Regions from separate parts of the Mus musculus genome. Here all the other regions are linked to region 3. The links are chromatin contacts, called in public Hi-C, HiCAR-type and promoter capture Hi-C maps. All regions are on one chromosome and are shown on one strand. Each heading gives the region's core, a stretch centred on a gene start, on an enhancer-like site or on the middle of the called end of the contact. The rest is flanking DNA. Distances are from core to core; before and after follow the strand shown.

The links. Promoter capture Hi-C pulls out the DNA fragments that hold promoters and counts their contacts. Hi-C and Micro-C count contacts between places; a contact is called where the count stands out from the background. HiCAR-type assays count read pairs that join an accessible place to other places.
Region 1: a contact with region 3 is called in a HiCAR-type map of astrocytes, with 5 times the contacts expected there. The contact joins the promoter of Ppp1r16b here to the promoter of Top1 in region 3. A contact is called at or near these places in 2 of 39 promoter capture datasets (the C10 cell line and pre-B cells) and 9 of 115 datasets of contacts at active chromatin or transcription factors (astrocytes, embryonic forebrain, embryonic hindbrain and 6 more).
Region 2: a promoter capture Hi-C map of hippocampal neurons shows a contact between it and region 3, with 6 times the contacts expected there. The contact joins the enhancer-like site here to the promoter of Top1 in region 3. A contact is called at or near these places in 4 of 39 promoter capture datasets (the C10 cell line, hippocampal neurons, maxillary cranial neural crest and 1 more) and 5 of 115 datasets of contacts at active chromatin or transcription factors (astrocytes, embryonic forebrain, embryonic stem cells and 2 more).
Region 4: a contact with region 3 is called in a HiCAR-type map of astrocytes, with 4 times the contacts expected there. The contact joins the enhancer-like site here to the promoter of Top1 in region 3. A contact is called at or near these places in 7 of 39 promoter capture datasets (the C10 cell line, cranial neural crest, hippocampal neurons and 3 more), 11 of 115 datasets of contacts at active chromatin or transcription factors (acute myeloid leukemia, astrocytes, embryonic forebrain and 6 more) and 1 of 9 other capture datasets (embryonic stem cells).
Region 5: a Hi-C map of B cells shows a contact between it and region 3, with 7 read pairs. The contact joins the enhancer-like site here to the promoter of Top1 in region 3. A contact is called at or near these places in 2 of 39 promoter capture datasets (hippocampal neurons and pre-B cells), 1 of 484 Hi-C or Micro-C datasets (B cells) and 2 of 115 datasets of contacts at active chromatin or transcription factors (embryonic stem cells and large pre-B cells).
Region 6: a promoter capture Hi-C map of pre-B cells shows a contact between it and region 3, with 8 times the contacts expected there. The contact joins the promoter of Fam83d here to the promoter of Top1 in region 3. A contact is called at or near these places in 13 of 39 promoter capture datasets (the 3T3-L1 cell line, 3T3-L1-derived adipocytes, the C10 cell line and 9 more), 1 of 15 datasets of contacts at CTCF or cohesin (large pre-B cells), 2 of 484 Hi-C or Micro-C datasets (B cells and embryonic stem cells), 8 of 115 datasets of contacts at active chromatin or transcription factors (the 230-238 cell line, cardiomyocytes, embryonic limb bud and 5 more) and 1 of 9 other capture datasets (adipose tissue).
Region 7: a HiCAR-type map of astrocytes shows a contact between it and region 3, with 6 times the contacts expected there. The contact joins the promoter of Dhx35 here to the promoter of Top1 in region 3. A contact is called at or near these places in 11 of 39 promoter capture datasets (the 3T3-L1 cell line, the C10 cell line, cranial neural crest and 5 more), 1 of 484 Hi-C or Micro-C datasets (CD4 T cells), 17 of 115 datasets of contacts at active chromatin or transcription factors (the NIH/3T3 cell line, SST interneurons, acute myeloid leukemia and 11 more) and 3 of 9 other capture datasets (adipose tissue, macrophages and pancreatic islet).

Annotation. Positions count from the first base shown.
Region 1 is chr2:158,665,786-158,668,701 of GRCm38.p6, reverse strand. Ppp1r16b (protein phosphatase 1, regulatory subunit 16B) reads right to left here and starts at 1,567. Exons shown (of 11, transcript NM_001159662.1): 1 at 1,453-1,567.
Region 2 is chr2:158,686,484-158,689,319 of GRCm38.p6, reverse strand. All of the region lies in intron 1 of Ppp1r16b (protein phosphatase 1, regulatory subunit 16B), which reads right to left. Among named protein-coding and RNA genes, the nearest start is that of Ppp1r16b, 21 kb to the right of the region's middle. Within about 2 kb of position 1,364, at least 58 of the 459 cell types and tissues checked have an H3K27ac peak or open chromatin away from gene starts, as enhancers often do. A contact at or near this core is called in hippocampal neurons, where this site is marked.
Region 3 is chr2:160,644,487-160,647,322 of GRCm38.p6, reverse strand. Top1 (topoisomerase (DNA) I) reads right to left here and starts at 1,426. Exons shown (of 21, transcript NM_009408.2): 1 at 1,061-1,426; 2 at 691-715. The coding sequence starts at 1,093.
Region 4 is chr2:158,832,065-158,834,794 of GRCm38.p6, reverse strand. The region is part of intron 12 of Dhx35 (DEAH (Asp-Glu-Ala-His) box polypeptide 35); the gene reads right to left. Among named protein-coding and RNA genes, the nearest start is that of Dhx35, 39 kb to the right of the region's middle. Within about 2 kb of position 1,259, at least 48 of the 459 cell types and tissues checked have an H3K27ac peak or open chromatin away from gene starts, as enhancers often do. A contact at or near this core is called in astrocytes, embryonic stem cells and stem cell-derived neural progenitor cells, where this site is marked.
Region 5 is chr2:158,718,072-158,721,108 of GRCm38.p6, reverse strand. The region is part of intron 2 of Ppp1r16b (protein phosphatase 1, regulatory subunit 16B); the gene reads right to left. Among named protein-coding and RNA genes, the nearest start is that of Fam83d, 49 kb to the left of the region's middle. Within about 2 kb of position 1,753, at least 70 of the 459 cell types and tissues checked have an H3K27ac peak or open chromatin away from gene starts, as enhancers often do. A contact at or near this core is called in B cells and pre-B cells, where this site is marked.
Region 6 is chr2:158,766,660-158,769,435 of GRCm38.p6, reverse strand. Fam83d (family with sequence similarity 83, member D) reads right to left here and starts at 1,337. Exons shown (of 4, transcript NM_027975.2): 1 at 849-1,337. The coding sequence starts at 1,322.
Region 7 is chr2:158,793,369-158,796,380 of GRCm38.p6, reverse strand. It overlaps Dhx35 (DEAH (Asp-Glu-Ala-His) box polypeptide 35), which reads right to left and starts at 1,574. Exons shown (of 22, transcript NM_001372513.1): 1 at 1,453-1,574. The coding sequence starts at 1,492.

The DNA of each region.
Region 1 (2,916 bases), core at 318-2,817, 2.0 Mb after region 3:
GCGACCATTCACCCCACTTCTTAGAGATCTGTGGTGATGGGGAACCGAGTGCAGGGCCCGCGGGCAGACAGCAAGTCTTCAGCTGAGCTGTGCGGAGCTCAGCCTGGAAGGAAAGCTCCCTCCCCACGGAGGCCGTTTCTACTCCGGTACCTTACTGGCTGCAGGAAATGGCAGGATAAGGCGCACAGAGAAGTCCCCCCACCCCACCCCCCGAGGGCCTGGAGCGACCGCCAGCCCCTTCCCCAGATAGCCTGGAGGGAAACGGCGCCTGGCACTATCGGGCTCCGGGTCCTCTACAGAGGGCGATTCACAGGCCGCACCTGGTGCTCCCGGGAACCAGGAGCTGGTGGGCGCCTCTGACAGCAAGAACAGGAGCCCTTTATGAGCAGTGTAATCACATGGGCGCACAAGCACCGGCTTTCCGTTCTGTGCAGCCTCATCTCTGCCCCCCCCCCCTTCTGATTCCAGGAGAGCAAAGGCTTCCAGGCCTGGCCAGTAGTGGTGGCGCTCCAGTGGGTTGCAGAGAGGGCCGTAGTCACAGCTCACCTAGACCCGATTATCCGCCCGGGGCTGGAAGCTGCATCAGCAACATCTTCCGTAAAGCTGGAGGCAGGGCTGGGAGGGGAGCGCAGAGGAAGAGAGTCTGCATCCGCTACGGAGGCGGGTAGGAGAGCCTCCGGCTCCTCGCTCCCACTCGGGGCGATCAGGGTGCTCTGCGTGACCTTGTGGGAGACCCCTCAGTTGACCTCTGGGGTAGGGCTGCGCCGTTTCTGCCTGTCTTGGGCGCTCGGGGGCGCTGCTCCCTGCGGGAACGGATGCGCGGGACTCGCGAGGAGTGGAGCGCTCTGGGCGCCGGGACCCGCAGCTCGCGCCCAAGGCGGCGGGCGAAGAGGCCGAGAGCATCCCTTCTGGGGAATCACCCCGCCGGGGGCTACCGGGACCGACCGACACTCTCTAGGGGTGGAGATCCCGCACTAGGTCAGGTTTGCCCTTAGGGACGCCTGCCCCCGGGACTTTTCCCACCCCCGGAGCAGCGCTCTCAGCGCGCTGCCTGCCCAGACCAAGCGCCGCCACGCGAGGGGGCGGCGCCCCCATGCCGGGCTCGTAGACCGCTTGCCCAGGGCGTCTGGTGTTCTGTGGTTTCATCACCCAGCCTTGTAACCCTGGCAGACAGTAGCCCAGACAGACCACGGACCTCACATCGCCCCCCAGAATCCAGCCATCGCAGCCCTGCCAATTCACTCTCTACACCAGCCTCCCCATCCGATAGCGAGATGTGGGAGACTGCACCTTTCCAGCACACTCCACCGCCACCGCCCCCCTCCCCAATTATCTTAAGCCACCCTCCCTTGGCTGAGCCACCCCTCTCCACCAGCCAGACTGGAAGGGCCCGAGACACCTGCCCGCCGGATCCGCAGAGTGCAGAGAGGAATGCGGCGCCGCTCAACTCACCCGCTCTCTCGAGCCCTACCCCGGGCGGCTCCGGCCCCGGCTCGATCCGCAGGTCCCAGAGCCGCAGCTGGTGGTGCGGCGACAGAGCCAGCTCGGCTGGGTAGCGAGCCACCGTGCCGCCTCTTGACTCCTCCCTTAAGGCGGAGCCTCAGCTCCCGGGGGAAAGGGGTGGGCCCGCGCATCCCCAAGGGGCTTGTCACCGAGCAACAAGAAGGTCTAGATCTTAGCGCCCTCCAAATGAAGACCCCTTTTCTGAGCTGCAGGAATTTGGAAGCAGCTGAGACACAGTCAGGCTTCAGGATAGTTCTCCTTGACTGTGTCCCACCTCTAACCTCCAGTACAGACAGGGGGGGAAGCCAGGGTGGTATTTTATTCCCATTTGACAGATAGACCCAGTGAGGCCCAGAAAGGGATAATATCCTACCTGTAGTAGCAGAGAATGGGGTCAGTTCAGTGCCCGAAAGTCAATCTCCCACGTTGAGCTTGATTCTGAAGGCTCCACAAACATCAGGAACTTGGCCAGGCCTTATCTAGAGGACGGGGCTATATAGATAGGTCTTTTACCTGAGAAAAGGCAATAGACCATGGCCTGTGACGTGGAGTCCAGTCACTCTTTCGCTCTGGAAAGAGGGGAGGTGAAGAGAAGGAGGAAGGAAGTGGTCATGCCTAGGTTGATGACTCTCACCAGCTGAGGTGCCCGGAAGATCTAGGCCCAGCTGCTTCCTTGAGGTTTCCTGCTAAGAACAAGACCCAAACGCCCTGGGTTTCTGTCATGTAACCTAGGCGGCTGCTGGGCAGAAGATCCTGCAGTGTGTGCCTTCCCTCGAAGGCAATGGGTTTAACTCTGTTTAATCTAATTTTGAAAGTTGCTCCTTTAAATTGCTCCTCCCCCCAGGGAGAGGGGAGAAAGTGGACAAAGAGAAAAGCCCTATCCCAAACATTCTCTGGAATCCGCATTCCCTGAAAGCTGACTTTAGAACAATGGGGTTCTCTTCTCCACAAAGGGCTTTGTTCCTGCACTTTCCCAGCCTCCAGATTAGAGCCAGAGGCACCCAGGGCTAAGCAGCTGGGGAGGCAGACAAGATTCACAGTTTAGGTCTCAGGGATCCTCCCGTAATCCTGTTTGAAACACTCAGGGATAGAACCATAGAACCGGTAAAGCCGGGAGCAACACCAAGTGTACTGATTTCCTTTTTATTTTCTTTTAAGACAGGGTCTCACTCAGCAGCCCTGACTGGCTCAGAACTCACTATGTGGATCATGCTGGATTTAAAAGCAAGAGATCCGGTGACCTCTACCTCCTCAGTGCTGGGATTAAAGACATGTTGGGATTAAAGGCAGGGTCACTACACCCTGCCTGATTTCCTACTTGCTGAATACACTCAGTTACTTTTCTTGGAGGAGCAAAACCCTGTGGGTTGAGTAAGGAAATATAGCTCAGTGGATAGAGTGCTTGCCTAGCAG
Region 2 (2,836 bases), core at 115-2,614, 2.0 Mb after region 3:
TGAGTCCAGGGGAAGTAGGGTGGGGTACTGACTTTCCCCAACATCTGGGCCACATACCAAAATAGCTCAATTGTGACCAACAGGAAGTTTAAGGCCAAGGCATTGGGCCCTGGGAGAAGCGGGAACAGGCCACCAAGGTGTCGTCACCTTACCCCCCATCCCCCAGGCTGGCAGAGTCTTAACTTGGTTCTTCTCTATGCACACACTCATCCTTGCTGCCTTGAGGAGAAGGGACCAGGGTGCGCATCTGGGCACCGTGAGATTGGCCCTTAAGGGGAAGAGTGCTCAGTGGAAGCGGAGCCATGGGATAGCAGGAGGCACAACAGATGAAAGGCTGTTGGTGGGGTTGCTCCTGCTACTGAGCGTACTCCTGAGAAGAGCACAGTAATGGGAGGTCTTAGAACTCCTTCATTATCCTGAGCCCTGATTGGTCAGAGGTCTTGGTAAGGGCCTGAGCCCAGACAGGGATTGGTTCTAGGGCAGGCCTAGGCCTTAAGTTGGCCCAACCAGAAGCTTTCTCTTCCCTCTGTCTGAGGAGCCAGGAGACTGAAGCCAAGGTGCTCTGAAGGCAGTCTCTACATGCAGCCAGTGCTTGGTGGTAAAGGAGATGAATAAGGGGTCCTTTGAACAATGAGACGCTGGACTCCAGCTAGCCAAACCAACACACCTCATATATTATATAACCCAGTTCCTTATTACCCAGAATATCTTAAAGTGCGGCAAGGATGCTTTTAAAGATGCAGGTCTAGGGACCCCAGGAAGGGTTGTGGCCTCTTGCAGAAGACTATTATCAATATGCGGACTTTCCCCTACAAAGGCCATTACAGACTCAACAGGTCTAAGTGGAAGGCCAGCCTTGAGGAAGGGAAGAAGGTCAAGGCTGGGTTCCAACAGCATTCATGTGTGTTGACTTGGGAGAAAGGACACACACATGCACACGCACACAGGCGCGCACACACACACACACACACACACACACACACCACACACACACACACACAGGAGGGAGCAGCTGATTGACACATCTTTGGAATCAAGCCTACCAGTTTGAGAAAAACAACACGAGGGAAGGTGAATTCGAATTGAAGAGACTGTCGAACATGAGTCAGAGAGAGAGCGTTTCAAAGTTCACACTGTTAAAATGTTCGGCTTTTTCTCCCAGTTCCTCGGCTATTCTTCTCGGCGGTCTTGGCAGGCGCTGCGGGAGGAAGGGCCACGAGTGCTTTTCTCCTCGTGTTTCCTGTGCCACTGAGCATGAGGGGAAAAAGAAAACAAAACAAACAGCCCGGGTGGGCAGCGGCGGCGGGGCGGGCGGTGCCTCCTCCCTTCCAGCTCTCACTCAGGGCTTGCTTCTTCACTAAAGGGATGCACACCCCCGCCCTCCCACAGTACAGCTGCATAACATCACCCTCGAGAGCTCGAGATGCTCCACGCATGAGCAAGGAGACTTGCTCCAGATATCCGAATTAGCAATCTCCTCTGTCCCTCCGGCCCCACCGTCAGGGGACTCGGTGCACTGACTGTCCTACTCCTGCAAGAATGACCCCTTTAGACTCTGGGCACAGTCACCATACCCAGGCCTCCTGGTTCTAAACCTGATGGAGGACCAGGGTCCCCAAGGAACTGCTCCTCAACTCTACTTCTCCCAGACATGTCACTTCATTCAGATCTCTTAATGGTGACCCTGAAGCTCATTTACAGGGTTTCACATTTATAAAGAAGAGAGGCAGAATTCATAATTCATCGGAATAAAGAGTGACCAGATAACCCATGGCCCGGGCTCTCTCTGGAGATGAATCATGGTCAGCTCTGGGGCACCAATGACATTTCCTTGGACTAGTTGAGGACACTGGTTGCTTCAGCCTCAGGTAGAATCAGACTTGTGGGCAGGTAATATAGGGATGCTGTCAGCCAGGCCTGAGGGAAAAAAACTTCTAATGCAAAATCAGAGGCCAGCCCTAGAACAATGTTGGGGTCCCTCTCCCCTATACTCAATAACCACCCATCAGGCTGCAAAGAGACAAGGGCCAGCGGTGTGGTAGACAGTTTCCCAGGAGCCCCAATCCTGACTGGGCTGGGAAAGCATCCAACAGAATAAGGATTTTGCTGAGCATGTCTGGAGCCCGCATCTGACAACACAACCTGTCAGGTCCATTCCAAGCAGATGATGGGTTGATGTTTGGGGTTGGCGCTTCATGTAAAGGTGAGATGGCCTCCTTAGGCTTCCAAGAGATGGATTTCAAAGGGGTCGATGGTTCAGTGGACACAGGAAGCCCATGAACACATCAGTCATCCACACTGAGCCTCCTGTTAGACACGTGAACCCAGAGAAGCCAGACTACTTGTAGGTAAGAATGCCAGTGTGGGGAGGGGCCCAGGGGACACACACAAAGGACAGGGACATGCAGATATAATATCTGTAAACGTCCCATGTGGTCCCATCAATCACAGTCACCGGTTTCCCAAAGAAGCTTATATAACAGCTAGGTAGAGGGAAATGGGAGTCATATTACGAACACAGTTCCTCCAAGATTGGGGGTGTGGAACCCCCACCCCCATCCCCTGTGCAGAAACAGAAAAAAAAAAAAAAAAAAAAAACTTCCTCCAAAGCCAGAGGATCATTTTCAAAGCAGGCCACCTGCGGCCACAGAATACCCTCCTAGATCATAGGTCATTAAACAAGGGACAGCTGTTGGGAGTGTGAAGAACTCGTCCCCTCTGCACCCCTCCCTGCCATCTGACATTCTTGACCAAGCTTTCCTCCCTTGTACTAACTCTTAGGTTGCTGGAGTCCATTTGGGGCAGTATAAGGAGAGAGAGATTATCAATGGGAAGT
Region 3 (2,836 bases), core at 177-2,676:
CTGTAACTGCTATTATAAACATCTCACCATTTAAAAAATAAAAGGACTAAAAACAAAAAACAAAAGAAACAAAAAAAACCCATAAAACCCTTAGCTGCCTAAGGGAATCTTTCGTTCTGGAATCACAAAAATTAAAAAAGAAGAAGAAAGCAAGCAAACATGAAGCAGAAAGCAAGTAACTTCCAAAATAAAGTTCTATTAAGAAAAAATAAAAGATAATTCCGTCCCTAAGCCTTCCTTCTTTGGTGAGGTCTGTGATTTATATGGCTCTGCTCTGCAGAAAGCTCTTTCTGGACAGCTCAAGGAAGGAGCTGAGGGAGGGAGAGAAAGACACAGGCACAGAAAGGAGAGGAGAGAGAAAAAGAAAATGGCGCAGAGACTAAGTCCCGACCGTCGACAAGGCGACTTTCCCGGGAAGAATCCCGGCGGAGAAAGGCCGCCCGAGACCCAGCGACGGTCGACGCGGGGTCTCCGGTGCCCCCTCTGGAGAAGGCCGTGATCTGGGGGTGCTGAGACCCCGGGAAAGGGGGTCCAGAGGCGGCCCGATGGGAACAATGGGGCCGGTGAGCGAGGAGCCGGGACTTAGTCTCTGGGACGCCATGTCTGTCCTCTGCCCGGCTCCGGCCCGGCGCGGGGGAGGCAGGCAGCGGCGTGTGGGGACACTTGGGGCGGGGCGGGGGGCACACTCACCATTCAATCGGAAATCCGCTTCGATCTGAGGAAAGAAAAGGAGGGAAGATGAAACAACCGGCACATGAAGCCCCGGGGCGGCGGACGAGAGCGCGCGGCCGGGGGCCGGGGCTCGGGCCCACCCGGCGCCCCGGAACCCAGAGGCCCGCGAATGGCCTACCCGGGGCTGCCATCCCCCCACCAAACTCCAACTTGACGGCTCCGCCCGGGACCCGGCCATCCAAGCGACTCCAACCGGCCGCCCCTCATCGCAGACTCGGGCCTGTCAACCCGGCGCGGCCGGCTGGGGCTGGGACCGGGGCCCTGGCCGGGGCCGGAGCCGGCCCGGGCCCGAGCAGCTGGGGACGAGTCGGGGGCCGGCTGGTCGCACCTGGGAATCGTTGTGGAGATGGTCCCCGCTCATGTCGGCCGGCGTGCGAACGCTGCGGGCTCAGAGGCAGCGCGGGGGAAGAGAGGCGGACGGCAGGGACGGCCTGAACGGGCGGACGAAGCTCCTGAGAAGCACGAACAGACGGCGACAGCAGCCACCGGCCCGAGACTCCCGGGACAGTGGAGGAGGCAGCGGCGGTAGCGACGCGACTGACAGACTGCCGGGCGGGCGGACAGCGAGAACAGACCCCAGCAGTTGTGTAACAGCCTAAGTTCGCATTTCCCCTCACTGCGCCTGCGCGGCCGCTTTTAAATGGGACGTCGTCGTCGACGTCAGCGCTCGTGGAAAGAGGCTGAGGGTTGCGGCGGGTCTCTTAGAGGTCCGGGAGACAGAGCCGGTTTTGCCTCGCAAGTTCCGCCCCTTTATTAGCATACGGACTTAACTCCGCCCACTCTCTGCTTTCTGCCTTGCTACGGGACTGGCGTTCTCAGAGGCGGGACACCGGCTCTAGCAGCACGCAGGCGCAGCGTGGACACCGCCTCTGGACCTTGGACACCCGGGCGGCCACGTGGTAGGCCTTTAAAGGCCGCGGCGGGACCCAGCTAAGCTGGCCAGGGACCGTGTCTCCAGCTTCTGCATCTCTAGAGCCAGACAAGTTTGATCCGCACGTACCTTGGCTGCCCCGATCTTAGTTCACCAGCAGCCGTAAGGCATTTAGCTGGAGTCTCCTCACAGCCTTTGTCCAGACTTCTGGAATACTTCACATCCATTTATTTATTATTTATTCTTTTTTTTTGTAGGGGGGGGTGTTCGAGACAGGGTTTCTCTGTGTAGCCCTGACTGTCCTGGAACTCACTCAGTAGACCAGGCTGGCCTCGAACTCAGAAATCCTCCTGCCTCTGCCTCCCACGTGCTGGGATTGAAGGCGTGCGCCACCACCGCCCAGCACTTCACACCCATTTTTAAAAATTATTTTAATTTTTCAGTCAGGTTTAGCTCCAGTTTACAGTCATGTAGCCCTGTGTCACAAGTACCCTACTGCATTTGTTCTTTTTATAAACATTTATTAAGCGCCTACTGTGAGACAGGAATTAGTTTGATGTGAGAGGGCTAATATTCCAAATCAAAGGGAATTGGACCCCCAGGTAAATGGATCCTGGTTCTAACCAGGACTGTACCCTGAGAGAACTTTATTTAGGGAACACCATACTATAAGGTCTGCCCTGACTCCTCACAGTCCTGGGTGTGGACCATCGACCACTATCAAACTGTCTTGAGGGATTAATGACATTAGCAATTGGATTTGCAAGAACATCCCAGGCTGAATTCATCTCCAGTCTGGCTCAATCCCCCATATAAATAAATTCGGAAAATGTTCATAAACATTGAGTGATAAACACTTAGGGTTAATTCTTGTGAATATTTCAAAACTCAAGCCAGCTGGGCAGTGGTGGCATACGCCTTTAATCCCAACAGTTGAGAGGCAGAGGCAGGCGGATTTCTGAGTTCGAGGCCAGCCTGATCTACAGAGTGAGTTCCAGGACAACCAGGGCTACTTAGAGAAACTGTCCCGAAAAACCAAGCTTGAAGTGCTGCACGCCCCTTTCCGCATGCTGTACCCATGTGCCTCTCTCCTTTATAACAGTTATCACAGTTGTTAAGTTACCCATATGGGAGCTAGTGACTTCTTTTCTGTCTCCTTTATATAATTCGAGGTCAGTGAGGGTTAGGACCTCTCCATCTTGTTCAGCACTTAGCCCCCAGGAATCAACAGGT
Region 4 (2,730 bases), core at 10-2,509, 1.8 Mb after region 3:
TACCGTGAACAAGAGCTCTGGGATTCTGGGACCACATGTACAACATTATGATACAAAGTTATTTTTACGTTTAGGAAGGACGTTCTACTTCAAAAGCATAGAGAGTTGAACAGTACCCCTTTACAAAAGCACTCTCCTTTACTTCCAAACCTTGCTTTTCAAATGCTTTTGTCAGCAAAACGAAAGTAGCAAGCATTTGGGTAATTACTCTCAGGCCCAGTTGCTGTTCACTCTGCATAAGGCAGAGCGCTTCAAGGAAGCAAGAACAGCAAAATAAGCAAAGAAAAATGTAAAAATAAATCACCAGAGCTGCCCTAGACTCTGAAGAAGGATCTCATCACAGAGAGCAGAATTCATACAAACCTAGTTTTTAAACCAAGGAGCCAAATGCAGTCACACCCAGGATCCTGTACTTGCTTGTCCCACAGGAACAAAAGGTGACCTCAAACCGGAGAAGCACCCCGAGGCACAGAGATGGGGGAGGAGGGGAAGGATAGAGAGTCAGGGGAGGACTTTCTGAAAACCAGATCAAAGGGTGGGGAGAAAGGAAGGCTTTTCTGAAATCACTTTCCCTGTGTATTCAGAAAGCCTATGGATTACACGCCAAACCCTCCCATGTAAGTCAACGCTGTACTGACCGCTGTACAGATACACACCCTCCTTACACACAAGCATCACGAAGTCTCCATTTAGACCAGAAGGCTGCAGTTAACTAGAGAGGAAAATGAATTACAGCCAAGTCTCCTGGAGAAACACTACTATCTGTAAGAACTTTAGAAAGGTTTTCCTGAGAAAAGAGACAACCAATATTCTGGACTGTGTAACATAAATTGCCAAATGCATGGGTCTAGCGGGAAGGTTCTAGATGGCAAGCAAGGAAAGAAGTTCTTTAGCTTTAAGAACATTGTGGTTACTGTTCTGTTACCAAGACAACCACATTCCCCAGGCACACCACTGACCAAGGCAGAAACAAGTCATTAGCTGAGAGGCTGGTCCCACTGAGAAGATGCTGAGAGAAGCAGGTGTTGATTCTCAGAGACAAAAAGATGTGATGACACAGGAAAGCTGCAAAGGCCCCAGAGCCAGGGGCACAGAGGTCAAGAGGGGCAGAGGCCTCACGCAATGGCCCTGGAGACTTCAGAGGTAGGAGGGACCTGGATCAAGACCAAAAAACAGGCCCAAGAGGGACATATGCCCCTGCCGTGGACCATGGGAGGCTCAGGAAAGAGATGAGCAGAAACTGAGAAAAGCTACACAGGAGCTGCCAAGAGTATCAGGAGGATCTTTGTGGTTATAGTACTGTTACCAGGACAACTACACTCCCCAGGCACACCACTGGCCAAGGCAGAAACAAGTCACTAGCTGAAAGGCCGGCCTCTCTGAGAAGATACAAAGACAGACAAGCCCAAGGCATCAGAGGTATGCATGGCAAAGCGGGAAGCAGATCACGTGTCTAAGAACGGAGTAGCTGAGAACCAGGCAGAGTAGGAGTGAGAGCAGAGGAGCTAAGGAGAAGCCTTGGAAAGTTCTGGAACACCAAATTATCTGAGTAAAGAAGAGCTGCAGGCTCTGAAGATCTGCTGGCAATCTGAAGGGTGGGCACTAACCGTTGCTTACTGTCCCTGGTCTTTCCCAACCACGCCCTTGCTAAAGCAGCTACGACTAAAGGCTCAGTGACCTTCCACCCAGATCCACTTGCCCAGCTTCAGTCCGTATCTTATCACATGGCTTCTTTGACACCAAATGCCGGTGTCCATTTCCACTTTAAAAAAATCATTTGAGTTAGAGCTGGAAGATGGCTCAGCGGTTAAAAGCAAATGCAGAGGTGCCAGGTTCAGCTCGCAGCCCCCATGTGCCAGCTAAGACTCACCTGCAATTCCTATTCCAGTAACACTCCTCTGACCACCTCAGCACCAGGCACACATGTACTGCACAGACAGACATGCAGGCACAACACACAAAATAAAATTACCTAAAACTAAAAATATTGCTGAGAATGGTGGTGCCTGTCTTTACGTCCCAGACCTTGAGAGGCAACGGTAGGGAGATCTCGGAGGCTGAGGCCAGCCTAGGCTCCACAGAGAAATCCTGCCTCAAAAATAAATAATTCCTTAGCCACACAATTACTATACCTACAACTCTGCAATTCCTCAAAGAAATAAAGGTTCCCCTTCATGTCCCAAGTCTACCCACACACTTACATCCAGCCCCACTAATCCCTAGGAAACCGCGTAAAAGAGGAATGGAAAGACAGCGTAAGTGGGTGCTGGACACAGGAGGGCATTAATGACTTGGAACTCCATCTGCACACTAAGAAGGCAGGAAGGTAAGCTCTGTGGGCATGGGCAGTGGGGGTGGTGGATGTCTCAGAACCACTCCCAGTGAAAGAGACAGACAGACAGACAGACAGCAGCTCTGGAACATCATGGTACCTGTGCCTAGCAGTGCCAGCAGGCTGAGAGGAAAGCTCATTAAAGGCCAGGACTGTCTACCAGAATTTCACTCTGTGCCCTCAGAAGTTAGCACGGCTTGTGATACAGAACTGAGCCAACTATTTGCCATCCATGAATGATTCTCAGGAGAACTCTGCAAAGGCAAGCGGGGATCTGATGGGCCGTGCCTCTGGGTTCAGGAGCTGTAAGAACACAGCCCATTAAGCAGAAAGACAACACTTGATGCACAAGTCTATGCTCAGGGGTCTGACACAAGGCCCAACATTAGGTTAGAATG
Region 5 (3,037 bases), core at 504-3,003, 1.9 Mb after region 3:
GCAGCAGCAGGTTGGACACAGAGTAGATGCCAGCAGTGTTTGATGAATGAATCAACCATCGCCCAGAATGCAGGCTGACCTGGAAGTGACCCGAAGGCACCACCCTCCTCTCCGGTTCCACCTGCTTGCCTGTTTGGGCATCCTTTCCCCATATCAGCTCAAAAGGAGCCAAGTTCCAAAGACACCTTATGTAACCCAGGCGCTGGGTCAGCTTTCTTCCTGTGCCCCGGGTCAGGTGCACTCATGTCCTCAGGCCAGGGCTTTGCGGTGGAACACCTTGTTCTCTTCGAGCCAGGAGGGTGGCCAGGACATTAACCTGGACTTCCATGCCTTGAGGCTAAGCTCTGCAGTAAGGAGAGGACATCAGGCCAAACCTGGGAAGAAGAGGCTCCAAAGATAATGGATACAGGCATCAATGCATGCCTTAGAATAGGCTAGAGGGACGTCGGAGTCACACTGTGTCCTGTGCTCTCTGAGGCAACTGACCCTGGCCCACTCCCCAGTCCCAGCCCTGGGATGAGATGAGATGGAGCTAGACCCTGGGAGAAGCTGCCCTGTGCTGGCCTGGCTCTCCACCACAGCTGGAAAGGCAACAAGGAAGTTGGTCGGGCATCCATACAGCCTGGCCTCCCCTGACAGCTCCCTGCCCACTGGAGTCATACCTCTCAGGCTGGCACGCAATCACCAGGGATCTCTGCCCCAGATCCCTACTTGTGCCATTTACCTCTATGTCTAGACCCTGCAGGGATTCATGTCACTTAAGTCACTTCCTCAGAGAGATCTGCCCTAAGAGACCTTTGCCATTTAGTCATCATCATCATCATTATTATTATTATTATTATTATTATTATTATTATTATTATTATTATTATTGTCAGGTTGGGAATCAAACTCAGAGCCTCCTGAATGCTGGGCAGGTGCTTGGCCACTGAGCCCACCCCCATGCCCAGTCACCTTCCAGTTAGTCTCAGGCTATCAGCTCTCCTAAGGGTCATCAGCCCCACTGGGCAGGGGTCCCGGCTGTCGGCTGTTGCTCACTAAGGAACCTCAGGCATCCTGACACAAGGCTCACAGGTGTCTGTGAAGGAAGACGAATACGCTCAGCTACAAGCAGGGGTATACGGGAGTAGGGGGATAGGGAGTGAGGGTGGGCACAAGAGCGCTGCCCCCTTGCATAAGGACCATCTCTTCCACAGGCCACGAGATGGGTTTTTTGAAACCCTTAATCCAGTACCTCCCTCAAAAGGAGCCCTGGGGGCCATACTGTACAGTATCCCTTGCACAAGCATCTAGAAGAAACGAAAGTGACTTGAGTACACACCCACAGGATAGTTCTATTAATGGCTTCAGGGCAACGAGTCAAGCATTATAGCTCAAGCATATCCCAGCACTGGGGAGGTAGAGGCAGGAGGATTGGGGATTCAAGGTCATTAGCTATGTAGAAGGTTTGAGGCCAGCCTGGGCTACATACAACTGGAGAAAGACAGAGAGAGGAAGAGAGGGAGAGGGAGAGACAGAGAGAAGGAGAGGGAGAGCCAAAGGCAGAGACAGACAGACAGACAGACAGACAGACAGACAGAGACAGAGAGAGAATATGAATCACAAGTGCTGGTGAGGATGTGGGGTAAACAAAGCTTCACGAGTAAGAGCAAATGGTGTGATGTTCCCCAGAAGGTTAAAGGGGAAAGCCACCACCACAGATGAAAACCACGGGCCCAGGCAGACACCTGTGTACCTAACCTCAGCCCTGCACAGCCACCAAAGACAAAGACAACCCGAGTCCCACAGCGACCACAGCCTGCGTAAGACTGACACACAGTGTGGCAGACACAGGCCCAATTTTGGAGGGAAATGCCAACTGACGACAGATGCTGACATAACCCAGAGGGAACCGTCTCTGTGCCAAAAATTACTCGAGAACAGGGCCTCACTCAAGCAATGGAGAAACTGAGGCACAGAGTGGTCTTTCTGAGGTTACTGAATGGAGCTGGGGTTGGAGCCCAAATGGTCTCGCTCCAGAGCCCAGGGTCTGAACCATGTACCTTGGTGATTCTTGGCTGGACCCCACAGGAAGCTGGTCTTCAGTACAGGGGTAGATCTTTAACCAGGCCATCCCCTGGGGCCACACCCTACATCAGCGTCATCCGCTGCATATCCACATAATGGCTGCAGAAGTCAAAGAAGCTAAGTATAGTGTAGTGCCCTTTAAAAACATCACTTTGAACTGAATAGACGTTTCTAAAAAAAAGAAAAAAAAAGAAAAAAAAGTGCAGAGCCAAGAGTAGAGGTGCACACATTTTTATCCCAGCAATCAGGAGGCAGAGGCAAGTGGATCTTTACGAGTTCCAGGCAAGCCTGGTCTACACAGAGTTCCAATCTAGCAAGTTATAAAGAGTGAAACCCTGTCTCAAAAAAACAAAACCAAAAAGTAGATGTACGTTGGGCCCAGGTTGCCCCTCATACTACCCTCCCCTTCCATGGTGAGAAAAGGCTGGTGGACCTACAACAGCAAACCACCTGCTGTGGACAAGACACCTTGGTTGCTCACTTTCTGTGGCACCCCATTCACTCTTCCCAAGAATGTTCAGGAACGTGCTCCCGGGACCCCAGTTCTACAACCAACGTGAAAAGGCTCAGAGAGATCAAATCCCTTGCTGAGAGTCATACGGCAAGCAGGCAAGTCGCAGGGCCCACACATGCACACTCTATTAAAAGGATGCCCCTGTGACCCACAGGGAGCCACAGACTATAATAAGCTTCCCCCTAAAACCAGGAGCAAGAATCAAACTTTACAGGGTTCTGAAAAACCAGGCAAGACTTGATACCCTCACAAGACAGGCAAGTGAAGATTGTGCCAGGAGCCAGGAACCCTGCTCTGTCACTTGTGGTCTGGGGACTGCCACTAACTTATAGCCACAGCTGAGATGCTGCATTAGAAATGAAGGTGACACATAAGGGTGTGGGCTTGGTCAGTGCCAGGCTCTGTGCTGAAGCCATGCACATGGAGGTGGAGCCTCCAAGTGGGTCCTTCACAGCC
Region 6 (2,776 bases), core at 88-2,587, 1.9 Mb after region 3:
GTACAGAACCAGCATCAGAACTTTGGCTTTGGCACTAGGAAGGCAGAGGCAGGAGGATTGCCTGAAATTGAAGCCTGTAAGTTCCAGGTAAGCCTGGGTTACAGTGACCTTGTCTTGCAGAGAGGAAAACAAAAAACAAAAGACAAAAACAGAACGCAAACTTGCTCCTAGACTTGGTGATGTCAACCTGATCCGCACCCTAACATATAGCGGTGCCAGGCCTACTAAGTCTTGACATGGTCTGAGGCTTTGCCCGTCATGTTCCAGGCAGTCAAAAGGTCTGGGAATGGAGCAGTGTTCACCAGCATGCAAACTTGTAGCCACACCCTCCCAAGTGGAGCCCTTTCTCCCTGATCTATGGCAGGCCAGACTCTATACTCCACCCCAGGCCAATCGGGCAGTCTGACACTAGCTAAGATAAAAACCCATTGTAACCAGTGGCTTATCTAAAGCACAAATATTTGCATTTTGGATCAATGCTACTTGGAACAGTCCCAGGCACTGTGGGTTAAAAATATCTCCCACCAGACTCACTCACAGAAGTGAAAGAGATAAACCGACTGCTCGAATTTATCTGTCTACAACATTAAGAAGCGTGGAAAAGTGGTAATTACAGATCTCCCCATGGTCTCCGGGTATCATCTTTTGGGTAAAACTAAGCTTTTACTTAGCTCCTGAAAGTGAGACCTAATGTCAGCTGACGTCCCTGGAATTCTGCAATCCACTTTGGTTTGAACTAACAGTCGCTCTGTTCCAGGGGTACCAATAACAGAAGTTGGAACTACGACATGACTCAATTTTCAGAAGGCCGATGCTCCTCCCCTACCCGCTGCCAGGGGGCCGCTCACCTCTCGGGCGGAGCGCAACTGCTGGCGCAGCGCATCCTTGCAGCCATACGGGCCTCCGGCGCCCGCGCCGCGGGGCTGGAAATGAGCCTCGACACGCGTGGCACCGCGGTAGGCACCCTGGTAGAAGGAAGGCCAGCCGAGCTCCAACGCCGGCGGTTCCAGGTCCGACTGCTCCGGAAAGTAGGTGCCCGACGAGCATTCGTGAGAGGAGCCGAACGAGTCCTCCGCTACCGCCGCCCCATCCTCGCCCGGCCGCTCGGCAGCGCCCAGAACCTCGCGCACCTCGTCGGCGTTGAGGAAGCGGCCCAGCCGCTCACGCCGTAAGAAGGCGGCCCAGGCGTCGGGACCACCGGCCAGCAGCTGCTCGAGAGCCAGACGCCGCGCCTCGCTGAACAGCTCCGTGGGGTTGGGCGGTCCGCACGGAGACAGGCAGGCCGCGGGAAGGTCGTCCAACAGCTCGAAGCGAGCAGCCATGGCAGTGCCCAGAACCGATCCACTTGTCTACGGTGGTAGTCTGAGTTTTTATAGGCATCTTTGAATCAAACCAGCCCGCTCTATTGGCTCGCCGCCCCGCCCCAGCAATCCCATTGGCTGGATGTCTCCCATGCGTACCAAAGGCTCTGCCCCCTCATTGCTATTGGTTGCTCCTGAGACAGAACCCGCCCACCCTCTGCTCTCACTGCCTGATGGCTGAGCGGAATTTAAATCTGACTTTACCCCGCCCTAGCGGCTCCAGAACCCTGCCAACCCGGGACATAGCCCCGCACTGTCCGAGCACGCCCCCTGCCGAGTGCCCTATAACATGGTGCTTCAAGGACTCGGACTAGGGGTAGGACTTGCTCCTGGACATGCTTATTTTGGTGTGATCAGCCTCATTGCCACTCCACCCTGCATCTAATCATTAACTTATCAATACAGAGAGCAAGTGAGAAGGAGAGAAGGACAGAGGGACGGAGGGAGGGGGAGGGAGAAGGAAGGGAAAAGATGGGGAGGAAGAGAGACAAAGAGACAGAGATAGAGCCTGGAGTGGTGGTTCATCAGTTAAGAGCACTTCCAGAGGATCTGGGTTTAGCACTGTCTCCCCTGGCAACCTCTAACCACCTATAATGCTTCCAGGGAATCTGATGATGCCCTTTCTGGTATCCACGGACACTGTATGCATACGTAGCACACAAACATACACATTAAATAAAAATAAATAAATGTCTTTTTTTCTCAGTGGTGCAGAGCTGGGGGTGGTGGCACACTCCCAGCACATGGGAGGTTAGGGTAGGAGAATCTGGAGTTCGAAGCCATCTTATTCTGTGTCAATCCTAAGAGAGGTCACAGAAGACCTTGCAAACATACACATATATATCTATATACATATACACATACATATATGCTCATACATATACATCTATATACTAATCCACTGTGGTATCTACTTCTTCGCTTAAAGGTCTCTCTCACTCTCTCTCTCTCTCCCTTTCTCATATCTTGTAGCGAAGGATGACCTTGGCTTTCTAACCCCCTGCCTCTACCTCTGTAAACTTAAAACAAACCAGTACTGCTGTGAGGATCTCCTCCCTCTCTTCATCCTTCCCTGGTTCCAGCCTTCTCAGGGAAGTTATTCAAGCCCAAAGGCAAGAGCTTCCTGTGTCCCCACTCTGGCATCCAGGATGCAGAAGACTACCTTCCTCTATCAAATCGAACCAGCTCTTGCATGTAATAAGGACAGGGGCCAGGCCTGAGGCTGTACAGTCACACAGTGTCTTTGCCTCTGTTTCCTGGGTTAAAAGCAAGGATAATCAGAGATCATAATCTATGATCCCATTGAATGACGTAGAGCATTGCTCTCCACTATAAGCTAAAGGAAAAAGCCCAGAGAGGAACATGGGAAGGCCCAGGACAAGTCAGTGGAACAGAGGAAGGGAGCACCCTGGTAA
Region 7 (3,012 bases), core at 325-2,824, 1.9 Mb after region 3:
GGACACGTAACTTGGAGAGCACACCTTGAGAGCTGAGCCCAGGCATGTACGTGTTCACGACCTGACTGACGACAGAAGTGTACTCTCGATACAGTAATGGACTAAACAATGGGACAGACTTGTAGAACAGTTCAGAACAGTTCCAGGTTCTTTAACCAAAATGGTACCCGGGTCTGAGTTTTGGCAATTTATCCAAGCCTCTATTAGACTTAACTCTTTGGTCTGCTGGTTAACTCTTGAATAAGTTGGTAACTCATTACTTACTGGGGTGGACAATCAGCTGATGCCTGAAAATGCTGAGTCATGAAAGTGACAAACGAGAGAGTCAGGGTATGTCTTTGTGACCCTGGCTGTCCTGGAATATACACCAGACTGGCCTCAAATTCAAGAGATCCTCCTGCCTCTGCCTCCCAAGTGTTGGGATTACAGCCATGGACTACCATATCCAGTTCAGATTTAAAAAAAAAAAAATAATTATGTGTCACCTTCATGAGTTTATTTCTCTAACACTTAGGCACATGGTCAGATTTCCAGGGAGCATCTAAAACACTCTTTAAAAGCTGTCCCTTGTTGCCTTTTCTGTCTCAAACTATCATCATCACAATATAATGTATACACCCAGATCTTCTGGAGTGCAGGTAGAGGAGAAAAAAAGAAAATGTGTAAAAAAGTAAGGGCAGAGGCTGGTACCAGTTAAGAAACAGTGTTTTGGTTTAGCTTGGTTTGGTTTAGTTTATAAGAAAAGCGTGAACAAAAGGCGCATCCTACACAGATCATGGTCTGGTATTTCAACAAGAACCCGACCTGAGAAAATGCAAAAACAAAAGATGGTGACTTGTTAGCCTACAAAACAGGAAAAGTGACAGCCACTAGGAAGGAGGGCGTTCACTTTGTGGTAAACATTCAGAGTGGGCAAGACCTACCCTAAAACACTGGAATACATTTTCTCTTTTATGAGCCATTAAGTCGGACTACGTACTCCCCCTACTCCACGCCCACGGGACAGGTGTTCGTATTCCGCCCACTTCCCAGGTGAGGGGAGCGATGTTCTGAGGGATGGGGGCAGAGTTCAAGGTTCTCCATCTACTGATGCAAGGCAGAGAGGCAGCCTTGAACCTGGGCGCTCTGACTCCATAACCCAAGCTTCTAAGCCACTGAGCTGCACTGCCTCTCGAGCCCCAATGCTGCCCCAGGACTTCAGCAAGATACACACGGGCGCTTCAGGACTCTACATCTCAAGAGGTGCCGAGGAGGCTAAGAAACTCCAACAAGGTCACCCAGAGTTTCCGCCCAGCTTAGGGAGGCCTTTGACTTCCTCCGGACCACCGTGGGCTGCAGCATCCTTGCGCGCGGAGGAGTGGTGCCCAGCCCTCCCCCGGTCAGGCCCACGGGTGGGTCCCCAGGCCGAAAGTCATGTCCGGGCATCTACCCAGGCTCCCTGCCCTGCCTTACCCGGTTTCCAGAATTTCACTGGTCCCAAGGGCGCAGCCATGCTGGGGTGAAAGGTCACGAAGAAGACTCCGCCCCTCTAGACCCGCGCGAGTCCCTCCGGGCTCAAGGGGCGTGGCCCGCCAGCAGCCTCCGCGGGGGCTGCGGGGGGCGGGTAGAGCGAAAAGAAGCCACGCCTTCCGGCAACACCCCCCCCCCCCACTATGGATCACGTGATCGCAGCTCGCTTTGGCTTGCCTTTGAGGGCCTCTCCTTGGCCCACGTGATGCCGCGCGGCCATATTGTCTCTCGGATTGGCTGCTCTACCCTGCTTGGACACTCTGGGTTGCCACTAACTTCTAGGAATGCGCTGCTGTGTTCCCAGGCTGTCACTCACCAGCGTTAAGAGTGTGAGCAGAGGCTGGGTTTCCCCGGTGAACTGAGAGATGCTCGTGTTTACATGCTATCGCAGCTGCGTCTCTTTTAGTCTCCTATTTTCATACTGAGAGATAATAGCGGTAACGACCTCCTGCGTCTGATGATTCAGTTAATGCTGCTGTGTTCCCTGGAACTGTAGCTTCTTGTTTCCCAGGCGAGGGTGGGGCTGGGTAAACTGTAAATGAATAAACGCTGGATAAACAGAATGATGCTTATTATCAGCAAGTAAAGCCGAAATGATACAGGCAACTTGTGGTCTTCAGAGAAATGTCGCAAAGTGGGAACGCAGGAGCACATTGGGCCGGAAGATGAGACTAGAAATCAGATCAGTGAGGCCAGTGCATTCACCCAGTGTTCCCTCCAAGGCAACCGTTTATAAATCAAATGCTCTTTTTCTACCTCCCCATCCCCCACCCCCACCTCCCGCACATCAAGTCATTGCAGGACTAGGTGCATCCTCTCCCACTAAGACAAGACAAGTCAGCCCAGTTAGGGGAATGGGCTCTGCAGGCAGGCAACAGACTCGGGGATAGCCCCTGCTCCAGTTGTTGGGGGACTCTGCATCAGATACAGCCCATGCTCGCTCTTTGGTTGGTAGTTCAGTCCCTGAGAGCCCCCAAGGGTCCAGGTTAGTTGACTCTGGTGGTCTTCCTTTGGAGGCCCTGTCCTCTTCTGGGCCCTCAGTCCTTCCCCCAACTCTTCCACACACTCCTCCCCCACTCCCACCCCCATCCTCAAGCTCCATTTAATATTTGGCTGTGGGTCTCTGCATCTGTTTCCATCCTCTACTGGATGGAACAGTTGTGCTGGGCTCAAGGAAGCCACAAATTAAGAGGCTTTAAAATCTATACATTTTTAGAGCTCCAAAAGAAAATGCTTCATTCTTTGAGGGAAATGGCAAATTACGGAAAGCGTTGGAAACAAGTAACCCTGATTCAGAATCCTTAGCTTGCCCATCACCTGGCTGACATTTAAGCTCAGTTGTAAACTGAGCTTTAAAGAAGTGTTAAAGGAGATGAGGGGCAGAGGACCTAACACAGTGCAAGACACTGCAGGCACTAGGTCGGAATCGGCTCTCATTAGCTCAACTGCCAGGGCAAATATACCACACGAGCAAAATCTGAGTTTATGTCACGTTCGTTTCTA